Linked DNA regions of Hordeum vulgare: region 1 is linked to region 2. The links are chromatin contacts, called in public Hi-C maps. All regions are on one chromosome and are shown on one strand. The core of a region is the stretch at or near the end of the contact, and the rest is flanking DNA. Distances in the headings are between cores, read along the strand shown.

Region 1 (5,508 bases), core at 2,768-5,267, 430 kb before region 2:
AAATCAACGCACATGGGGCTGCCCTGTACGAGAACAACCATGCATTCTGTCACGCGAAAGAAATGTTTCGCATGAATCTTAAAACACATATTTAATGGTTACAACGGTGAATGAGACCATAAGTAAAACTCAGCTAACTGAGTTGTAGCAAATCCGATAAATGAATTATTTCATAATACTAGCATATTTATATAGGGGTATCCTTGACTAAAAGATTTTAGCCTCAAGACTAGTTTTAGTCTATCTTTAATCAGGGATGATTGGGATTGTAGCCTCTTAAAAAAACTAGTTTTAGTCTCTTGGATCCACCCTCTATGCATTACCGACGTAGTATCATATATTAGTATCATATATGCATGATACTAATACTCTTCATTACAACCAGCCTAAAGATATGAGCAGACGACGAGTGTTGCGTGTCAAGGCAGCGTCGTGCACGGAGCCAGCAGAACCAATAGTCAAACGCAGCCCGGCTCGGGCAACGTCATGGGCTCGCGTGGAGGTGGAGTCGTGGTCATAGAATAGAGATGTCTCCTGCACGGCCGGCCCCAGGTGCGCGGCGCGGACACGGCCGTGCGGTGCGGTGCGGGCGTGAAGTGCGCAGCTCGGAAACACAAGGGGGAAGGGGAAAGGGAAGCAGCGGCGCGTGACCCCGGCAGGGGAACCTGCGCCCGTGTCTCGGCCGGGCAACACGAGGACTCCCGCCGTGCGCACGGCAGCGCGGCCGCCGATACGGGATCGATGATCTGACCGGCCGGGCGCGGGATTTTCTCGGTGGTCCGTCCCATCCCACGCCGCAATCGTGGAAGCCGTCCATATATTTACAAGCAAGCATGGCGTGCTGGACTCGTCTTCACCGTGGTGGAGGAACGGGTTCTTACCCAGCCATTGCGTCGGCTTAACGCGGTCAAAGCAGACCGTGCGACGCAACGCATGCACGCGTGTGTCTTTCCCGCAAATCCTGACCGGTTTGGCGGCCCGATTTGGCTTGGAAAAACGTCGAGCATGGTTCGATCCCAGGATTCTTCCAGCACTTTGCATAAAGCACTTCAACGAAGCATTGAAGCAGGAAATCATTGAGGCGTTGAAGCAGGAAAACAAACGTACCAGGGACGGTCGTCCCCTTTTAACAGAAGGGAAAGAAATAAAACTTTTGGAAAGAAAAGAAGACAATGGGATGCTCCGCAGAAATCGTTTCAGTTCGGACTCAGTGGATGGAAAACCATCCAGTTTATGACGACCATTCAAAAGAAAGAAGGGCCTGACGATCGACGGCGAGAAGCTTCGGCCGCCTCAATTATTGCCGCCTCGACCCAATCTCACCGGCGATGAGCTACGTGACGCGGCTAATTCTGCTCCTCTTGCCAACATTTTCCAACGAGCAAGCAGCAGCAACGAGTTCTTGCCGTCAAAATGGGAAGGCCGAAGGCAGGAGAATGAGGAAAGAACAACCGGCCTCCGGTCTCTCTCTGCTGGTGTCGGCTAGTGGCCAATAATTGGGGAAATATATCCTGCAAGTACACACTAACTCGTACGGTTTTGGAGGCATGTTCCGTTCCGTTAATTAACAATCAATCATAATCCCGATAGATACAGACAGACAAGCACATCAATCATCAACCATTAATCATCATATTCCGGCAGTAATCGGACTGTTACATCAAGCATTAATCATTAACCATATTCCAGCCTCATTCCTAGCATCAGATCAAAGGTGGTACTGGCACTCACTCTCGTTCTACTACTACTAGAGCTACGTAACGTACTAGTACTAGCCGAGCCGACGGCAACGACCAAAATTTCCAACGAGTGAATCGATTCAGGCGGAGACGTCGTGGGTCCTGCTTCGTGTGGGGCGATCGCCGTCGAGCAGAGCTCTAGTCGGAGCGCCGGGCCGGGGTCCAGTGCGGCAGGGCGGGGCTGAAGTGGCTGGACACCACGCGCGAGTCCAGCAGCTCGATGATGGGCGGGAACGTGACGCACCGGGGCGCCTTGTACTGGTTGATGCTGGCGCCCCGGGAGATGGCGTAGTCCATGAGCTCCTCGAACGTGCCGCCCCGGACGACCCGGATCTCCAGCGCCCCGATGGAGCCGTCCGCCACCCTGCTCTGCCTGTACACCGTGTTCAGCGCCTCCTCCATCTCCAGGCAGCAGGCGTCCAGGGTGCCCTTGTCCACCGCCGTCGCGCCGGCGCCGGCGCCCGTCGTCAGCAGCTCCCAGTACACCACGTAGTGCCCGGGGATGCTCTTGGTGCACGCCTGGCTGGTGTACTCCGCCACCGACGCGCCGTGCGGGCGGAGCAGCGTCGCCGCGCGCTCCACGGCGCGCTGCAGCTCCGCCTCGTCCGTCTTGTCCGACTCGATGGACAGCAGCACGTTCTTGCGGCGGACGAACTGGAACTGTGGCGCCGCATTGTGGAACCCGGTCACGCGGAGGACGTCGCCGACGCGGTACCGGTTCAGCCCGGCGTAGGTGGTGATCACCAGCTCGTACTCCCGCCCGGCCTCCACGCGCGCGAGGTCCACGAGGTTTCCCGCGTCCACGCACGACGCCGCGCCGGTCGCCTCGTCCACGGGGAGGAACTCGAAGTACCCCATGTTGGGCATGATGGTGTAGGACACCTCCGAAGGGTCGCAGAGCGGGCGGAGGTTGAGCCCGAAGTAGCACTCGGATGACGCGTACATGGTACACGCCATCGGCAGGTCGCCGCTGTAGTACTTGAGGGTGCCGATGTACTGCGCCATGGCGCCGGTGACGATGACGTCCAGGTATTTCGTGTTGGGCCAAATGCGCCTGACGATGCCGGCCCAGTCGCCCTTGCAGCACTCGTCCCGGACGAACTGGGCGAGCTCGGGGTCCGGCCGGAGGATGCCCGCCACCGCCTCGCGCACGGAAGCGTCGGTGACGCGCGGGGTGAGCGCGCCGGCCTCGATGTCGGCGGCCAGCTCCTCCCAGTTGAGCTGGAGGAAACGGATCGCGCGCAGGAGGCCGGAGGCGAACACGGCGCCGACGCGGAGCACCTCGTGGCGCTGGCACAGACCGCACACCATCTGAGCGTACATGCTCTCGAACGCGTCCGCGCAGAGGATGGCCGCCGTCGGGCTGGTGTAGTTGTGGTAGGGGTCGTAGGGGCGGTTCTTGAACTGCTCGCTCTTGTAGTAGCTGGTGAGCACTGGCCGCGCCGTGAGGCCGCTCGGGGTCTTGGTCTCCGACTTGACGAACAGGAAGTAGAGGCCCTTCCCCTTGTCAAGCCCGGACAGATATCTGCAAGAAACATTGGGTCGATCGATCGATCCATGGATCAATCAGCAGCTGTTCTCTCACTTTGGAGTTTGGACTGGAGAAATTGATTACTTGTTGATCGTGGAATGCCATCGAGTGCCAACTTACAGGTTCATGACCGGCATAAGGAGGCTGTAGAGGAGCTGGCGGCGGTCGAGCTCGTCCTTGATGGTGGGCATGAGCTTGCGCTCGCCGGCCGACGTGCCGGAGCTGGTGAGGAACTCGGAGACGGGGTGCGTGGACAGGATCGGCGACCGATCCCCGTTGACAATGCGCTGGATGTAGGGCTGCAGAGCGTCGTAGGACACGACCGGCACCTTGGCCCGGAAGGTGTCGCGGTCGGCGGCGCCGTCGAGGCCGCAGTTCTTGAGGTACTCCGTGTCGACGTTCCGGGCGAGGATCTCGGCCAGGACGCGCTCCTGCACGGAGTCGACGTTGCAGGTCATCTCGTCGATGAAGCGCAGCTTCTCGGCGTCCTTGGCTTTTGCTGCGGCCGCAGCCTCCGCCACCGGTGACGAGGCCGGGCTCCGCAGAGCCGCGCCGATCGCCCTCGACACATCAGTCATAGCCGCCATTTGCTGAATACGAGACACTAGGAGAAGCAGAGCAGGGAACGCGAGCTAGAGCTAGGTGAAGAATGCCGGCCGGATGCGTGGGAGGGAGGGGAGGGGAGGGAGGGACAGGAATGTTTGCTCGATCGACTGCTGTGTTGTGGTGGTACTAAGCCTGTGTCAGAACGGCTCGGCGTGGCCAGTTATTTATAGGGGAGAGCGGCGCGCGGATGAGGATGACGGAGCTCGGCGGCCGCGAAGGAGGACATGAGATGGCATACGTCAAGGAACTGTCTGTCCATGGCGGGGCAGCCAGGGCCCAGTGTCCCGTCCGGGGGTGGACATGCAGCCGGCAAGGACAGCGGCACGTACGCGGCTGCCGGCCCGACGGTAAAGGATACGAGTGCCAAAGTTGCCATTGTGTGCACGCATCGACCGCGACGCGCGCCATGTCTTGACGCATCTGATCTCCGTTCCATGCATGTAAGATGTAACAGGGGCAGCAGCGGTTATGCGACCGGCGTGGTGGTGGCGACGTGCATTGAACCGCAACCGATCGGGGCTCAGTGGTTGGGAGGGCGACTGCGACTGGACCGGCTCACCTCGCGACACGTCCTCGGAGCCGCGGCGCGATCGCCAACGGAAGAAGAAGAAGAAGAAAGAAAAATGGGGGGCTGCTCGCTCGCTCGCTCGCTCGCTAAATGTGCAGGATCCGGCTGGGGATCCGGTTCGCGTTAAAGGAAACTTCGAATCACCGGCCTGGCCGCCAATTTTTATTGCAACATGCAGCAGGGGGCTGACCGGCGGGTTTTTTATGCGCGCCACCGGATGGATGGCAGTGCCAGTGCGCGTCCGTCCGGCCGGCGGCTCGTGCGCGCAGGTGGTTTGTTGACGAGCGCCACCGCCCGCACCGCCCATGCGGTCGCCGGCCTGTGCATTATTGGACGAGGGAGGGAGGGAGCGCGGGCAGCAACTGGGCGGCTAGCCTACAGCGTGGAGCGGCGAGACCACCGGACCGACCGGACGTGCGAGGCGGGGCTGAGCTGGTGACCACGCGGGCGACACCGCGTCCCTGCGCGCGCTCCCGCCACACCAGAGCACGCGCCGGCCGAGACGGGCGTGAAAGTCCTCGCCCATTTTTGACCAGGCACGGGCACGGGTGTGGGGGGGTTGGTTTCTGGGTTTCAGCGTGCGGTGGTGCGCAGAGGCTGTGTGCCGGCAAGCGCCGGGAAGCTTCCGCTTTTGCTCGACAGGATGACGGGGGCAAAAGGTTTGGATTTTGTCTCACGTGAACCGGAGGAGGACAGCCAGCCATGTGTTGGAAAACCCTTTTTGTCCAAAGATGCGATGCGAATGCGATGCCATGCACGCCCGTGCTGGAATTCCCTGCGGCTACACTATTCTCTATTCTGACCGTGACAGTCACTTTGAAACGCTGCTTAATCAACTGTTAACTACTACTACTCCTTGATCGCTGTTAACTACAGGTAAGGTTGCGTGTTTTGCATGTGCGCTAGACTGTTTGGTAGTAGCTGACTTGCTGCTGTTGCTAGGCGTTGGTCTTTGGCCGGGCACAGTTGTTAATTATTGTTTTTTTTTTTGAACGTCAGTTGTTAATTATTGTTACAGGTGGGATCGTCCGTGGTGCGAGGTGCACAAACATATGTCCACATTG
Region 2 (5,725 bases), core at 641-3,140:
AAACCTGACGCAACATGGGAGTTCCTATTTGCTGCGTTTTGCGGCAAATAGATGTGTCATCGCACAAGGTGTGCTCAACTGGGCTGGACCATTGCGATGCACCGCGAACCCATGTGAAAAATCACAAAAACAGGTTGGTTGATCGCGCTTCGTGGGAATCGAACCTGGGTCACCAAGTCAAGTGCGCTTGCTGCTAGCCACTATGACCGAAGAATTCTCAAAGCAGAAATACATCGCAAGAGTTAAAATAGCATTAGCGGGCGTACCACTATTTGAAACATTCCCGAACAATATTTCAAAATCTGAGTAATTTTCTGGACTTACGACCAATTTTTGGCAAACCCAAACAATTTTCTGAAATGGCGAACATATTCTGAATTTTCTGAACTTTTTTCGTAAACATGAACATATTTTGAATTTGTGACCAAAAGCTCAAAATGGGAACAATTTTTAAAATCTCAAACATATTTAAATTTTTTTAGAACATATTTCGATATAAAGAACAAATTCCCAAACAAATTAATGGATTTTTTTGAAAAGCGAGCATTTCTTATAATAAGGGAATATTTTCGTAAAATCTCCCAAAAATAGAAAACATGATTTTTTTAAATCAGAACATTTTTCAAATTCGAAAACAATTTTTGGTTACGCGAACATTTTTTCAAAAGCAAAACATTTTTCAAATTTTAAAAACAATTTTTGGAAACGCACACATTTTTGAAAAATGGAAATATTTTTTAAACTCCTAAACAAAACTTGAAAACATGAACAATTTCTGAATCTATGAACAATTTTTGAAAAATAAAACAAATTTATGAAAAATGCGAACATATTTTGAAAATGTGTTTTTTAAATTTGTGAACAAAAATTGAAAAAAGGGAACATTTTTTGTAAAATGCGACCAATTTTTTGTATTTGTGAACATTTTTTGATTGAGGCATTTTTTCGATAATCTGAACAATTTCTGAATCTATGAACAATTTTGATAAAGCAATCAAATTTATGGAAAACACGAACACATTTTGAAAATAAGAACATTTTTAAATTTGTGAACAAAAATTGGAAACGGGAGCATTGTTTGTAAAGTGCGACTAATTTTCTGTATTTGTGAAATTTTTTTGAATGGGAACAGTTTTTTGAAAATCTGAAAAAATTCCGAATCTATGAACAATTTTTGAATGGGGACAGTTTTTTGAAAATCTGAAAAAATTCCGAATCTATGAACAATTTTTTAAAAGCAAACAAATCTATGAAAAATGCAAACGTATTTTGAAAATATGAAGATTTTTTGGAATTCTTGAACATTTATTGAGACACGAATAAAATTTAGAAAATGCAAAAAAATTTAGAAAAAGAAAAATAATTTTGAGAAATAAATAAGCAGGAAAAGAAAAAAAAAGAAAATACAAAAGAGAAACAGAACAGAGAAAAGTACAGCTCAGGAAGAAACTTCTAGAATGTTCCTAAAACCAGTAGTAATACTGTGCAGACAAAAAAATCGCTAGTAATTGGCCTGGCCCACTGCATCGATCGCTCGTGCCACCCTGTGCGTGGCGTCGATATTACGATGCAGTGAGCAGCGTATAGGATTTTCCGCCCAACACTGCAGAAGGAGATGAGGTATGAGGCAGAGCGAACCGGGACGAGAGCGACGTGCGACTCGTACGACACAGACCGGCACGCGACCAGGCCGTCATCCCACCTGCCCACCCGGGGTTTTGAAGAATTCTTCTCAGCGTGGAACAAAACGAATCCTGTTGCGTCGGCGCAGCGCTCCTACTCCCAACCCCCTCCCTACCCCGCCCGCCGGATCAGGCTGCCAGAGTCACCAATCCACCAGGCGCAATCAGCATCCAACCTCAAATCCCTCCCCTCACCGTGACCCGAGAGAAAGCAGCGGTCCATTCCAATGGATCATAATCATATAGCCCCAGTTGTCTCCCAGACGAGCAGTCAAAACTCAAAAGTGCTCCTCCATGTATCACTATACAGGAATAAATAAGCACAATCATTATGCTGTGAGTGGATCATGACCATCCACTTGTTCCCGGGCAAAAAGCTTCTGTGTGTTCACCTCGGGGATCGCCCAGCGCTCATGCCCAAGAGTGGCGGATGCACTCAAGCTGAAGCCATTTCGGAGCCGCTGATGTAGGCTGAGCTTTAGGATTAGAGAACGCCAGGCGCCGTCCATGCCTGAGCCTCAAGCGACAAAAAGAGAGAACGTGCATGAGATAAGATCAATGATGACCTCAAATCAAAAAAAAAAAAAAGCAACAACTACGTTTGCACAAATAAATAATACAATAGGCCGTAGCACTTTTAACCGAGAGTGCTATATTGCCAATCAAACAAATGGACTGGAAAGGGTTCGTATTAAATTGGGTTAATCCACGCAAACTTCATTATTGACGCTGAGCAAAGTCTAGCAGCGAAAAGAAGAAGACAATTTCGCCGTTCGACCGCACCGGAGTTTTTAAGTCATGAGACTTCCTTTTCCACATACATTTCTAAACTAATCATGGTAAGGAAATATACAAACATGAACAGCGGATTCCTAGATGACAGGTGAGAGAATTAGAAAACAGCCAATCATATGAGGTTATTGAACTATACCTGATAGAAATGTACTGCAACATTGGTACCTAAAATAGGCACATACCTGATGAGGAAAGAGCAAGACAAGCAACTGAAGCTTCTCGTGAACAGATAGATAGAGTAGTATACATGAAAGACAAACCTTATTATGGAATAATAATAACAAAAGCCAACGAGCTGACCACCGCTACATGGATACTGGTACGTAAGCAAACTAGGAAATAGATAGGTATGCAAACTAGCATATCCTGATCCACTTTAAGCTCCTGGAAACTTTTGCCTTTTCCCCTGAATTATTGCCACTTGCAGACCCCTGCCCCTTTTTATAGCAAACTAGAGGACTGCCATAATAACACAAACCTTGAGCAATCCTCTATTGCACCACTACCAACAAAGAAACAATGAAGAGAGCACCTGAAGCACAAGAGCGGAAATTAGGTAATCAAGGTGATGAAGCTGGTCGCGCCGATGATAATACTCCGACGCCATGGCTAAAGCTGGGGATTGATGCATTGAGAAGTGAAGCAGCTAAGCCTCCAGAGGCCAAATCTGTGGCCACCCCTCAACGGACGTTCTCCTGCAACTACTGCCTGAGGAAGTTCTTCAGCTCGCAGGCCCTTGGCGGGCACCAGAACGCACACAAGAAGGAAAGGTGTGCAGCTAGGAGATCGCGAAGCTTTCAGCAACTGATGCTACGCTTTCCTCCAACTGCTTCCTTCATCCAACCTATGAGGGCCAGCCCCCACTCCACAATTCTGACTGCGCAAGGTGAAAGGGCCGCTGTTGTGGTTGCAAGGTTTCACGACGGCCAAGTGAGAAACAGGATGCCTTTTGCAGTAGAGGAAGCTACCTATTTGGTGTGGCCTGGGAGCTTCAAAACAAGTCTTCAGGAGCCCATGAAGCAGCAAGAGGAAAATATTGATTTGAGCCTGCATTTGTAATTTGTAATCCATGATTCCATGTATAAACATTTTCTGCGAAGTCAATATTTTGCATCATCTTTTGAGGCGAGGGAATAAGATTCCAAACTTGTACCCACAGTTGCAGGTGAGTTCTCGGACAAGTTTGAAAAATAGAAAACAATAATCTATGTGTGATACCTGGTAAAGAGAACAGGTTTAAACTTGAGTGATCTTCAATCTAGTTGCTAGGAAGTAGGAACTATACATACAATCCACCGATCAGTGTTAAGCTATAATTGACAACAACAACAACAACAACAACAACAACAACAACAACAAAGCCTTTAGTCCCAAACAAGTTGGGGTAGGCTATAATTGAGATCAGAAAAAAAAAAAACTTTAGTCTACACCATCGTGGTGATTAGTGTTGCTCTAAGGACTCCAATTCAAATTTGTGTGCCTCACTTCATCACCAAACGTTGTTTCAAAAGATAAACTACATGCAACACATTTTCTGCTTCATCAAAAGTCTTAAACATTTTTATGCATTGGAAGTTTGTTGGCAACCATGAATGCTCTGGACTTTGGAGCTTATCAAACAAGCCCAGTTGTATTGAACTATCATCATATAAAAGCTAACTGCTGACCCCTTATAGATTGCATTTGCATATCTCAGGTCGTACATGTGAATACATGTATTCTTGTCAAAGACAGGATCTTAATTGGTTCACAAGTGTGCATGAATACAAGCAAAGTAATGTGGAAGAATCAGAAGAAAATAATAATACATTGAGACATCAATGGATGCATACATGGAAAAAACAAAAGTCCATTATTTTAATGCTGAAGGCAAGTGCACAGCATAGGAATCTTCTTGTGGAAGCATAAAAACAAGCAAGGGGATAGAGAAAAGGTGAGAATGTGAGATGCCAAAAGAAATATTTAAAAATGGAAACACTGGGTGACCACAACTATTGGCTACAATGTATACTGCAAACTTCCATGAGAACACTTCCAACGATTACACTGTATATGCAGAAATTGTTGGCTCACAAAATCATTGGAGACTAATGTCTCCGAAATACATCACATATCCTTCTGGAAAGCCACCTCGGTAAGACTATTTTGATGTTATATGATTTTCAGTAGGCTCTCTCATTAATGATATACTACAAAGCTAGAAGTTTGCAGTGTTATTGTCTTCAATGTTTAAAATTCAGTAGTCTTATATATAGATAAACCACCACATTCTTTTATTTAATAATAATCATCAGTATTAGTTATGCTGGTTTTTAAAGGTGTAATATTCACCAAATTTGAAAAAAAAACTTCCAAGTATTAAGCTAAGGGCATCATCTTCTCACCAAATAAACCGAAGGTACTCAGATACAGTGAAACATGTGGTCCAGGAACTAGCCAGTCAGGTATATTAGCATTCATATCTGAGATATTATTATCATGATGCTCTCTTGCAAAATTAACTATGCTTTACGGTAGTATACTGGAATATACCAATTACTGTAGTATGCCAGAACCCTAAAGTTCAAATATCAGGAACCCTGTAACCATACATTCATTGTTCATCATATCATGATTCCTGCTATCCAAGCATCACTATACAAAAGCATCATAGGAAAAGAGGATTATCTTGTGAAAATATTGTACTAATGTGTTAAAGGACTGCAAGAGGCTAACTCGATATGAAAGAAAAACTATTCATCTCAATTCATTGATCAGTTCACATAACTAAATAATTTCACGGTCTCATACATGTCTCCTCATTCTTATAATCTAATGCAATGAAAAAGAAGGTGATGCTGGTTTCTTGAAAAGAGAGACAAGGTGATAAAAATTTAACGGTGCAGATTTTACCACAGCTTCTTTGACACCCTTTTCCTATCTCTATACACACAATCCATGTGGCATAACATTGCAGCCAAAGGATTCCCAAGCCTTTATAGCACTCAGGAAGACCTTACCAAGATGATCATTGAGCTAAATTCAGTCTTTTAGAACGGCACAGGCGAGGCAACCCCCAACAAGACAGTCATTCATAAATGTATTGTGCATTACTGAAATATTCAAGCAGTCAGAGCTTAGCAAGCATGTGAGCGAGCTCCTCATCAGTCACCTCCATCTCCTGCTGTTTGCCGACAGCTTCTGCAAGCCGCGCTGCCAACTGGTGCTTACACTGGAAAGACAAAAACAACAACCCAATATCAAAATAA

What was found. Hi-C and Micro-C count contacts between places; a contact is called where the count stands out from the background.
Region 1: a contact with region 2 is called in a Hi-C map of seedling, with 7 times the contacts expected there. The contact joins the promoter of LOC123425474 here to the promoter of LOC123425469 in region 2. A contact is called at or near these places in 2 of 6 Hi-C or Micro-C datasets (leaf and seedling).

Annotation. Positions count from the first base shown.
Region 1 is chr2H:120,734,215-120,739,722 of MorexV3_pseudomolecules_assembly, reverse strand. LOC123425474 (indole-3-acetic acid-amido synthetase GH3.8) reads right to left here and starts at 4,017. Exons shown (of 2, transcript XM_045109176.1): 1 at 3,391-4,017; 2 at 1,610-3,264. The coding sequence starts at 3,857. The coding sequence ends at 1,878.
Region 2 is chr2H:120,302,898-120,308,622 of MorexV3_pseudomolecules_assembly, reverse strand. LOC123425469 (zinc finger protein 7-like) reads left to right here and starts at 1,890. Exons shown (of 1, transcript XM_045109173.1): 1 at 1,890-3,581. The coding sequence starts at 2,997. The coding sequence ends at 3,536. LOC123425470 (zinc finger SWIM domain-containing protein 7) reads right to left here. Exons shown (of 5, transcript XM_045109174.1): 5 at 5,199-5,688. The coding sequence ends at 5,587.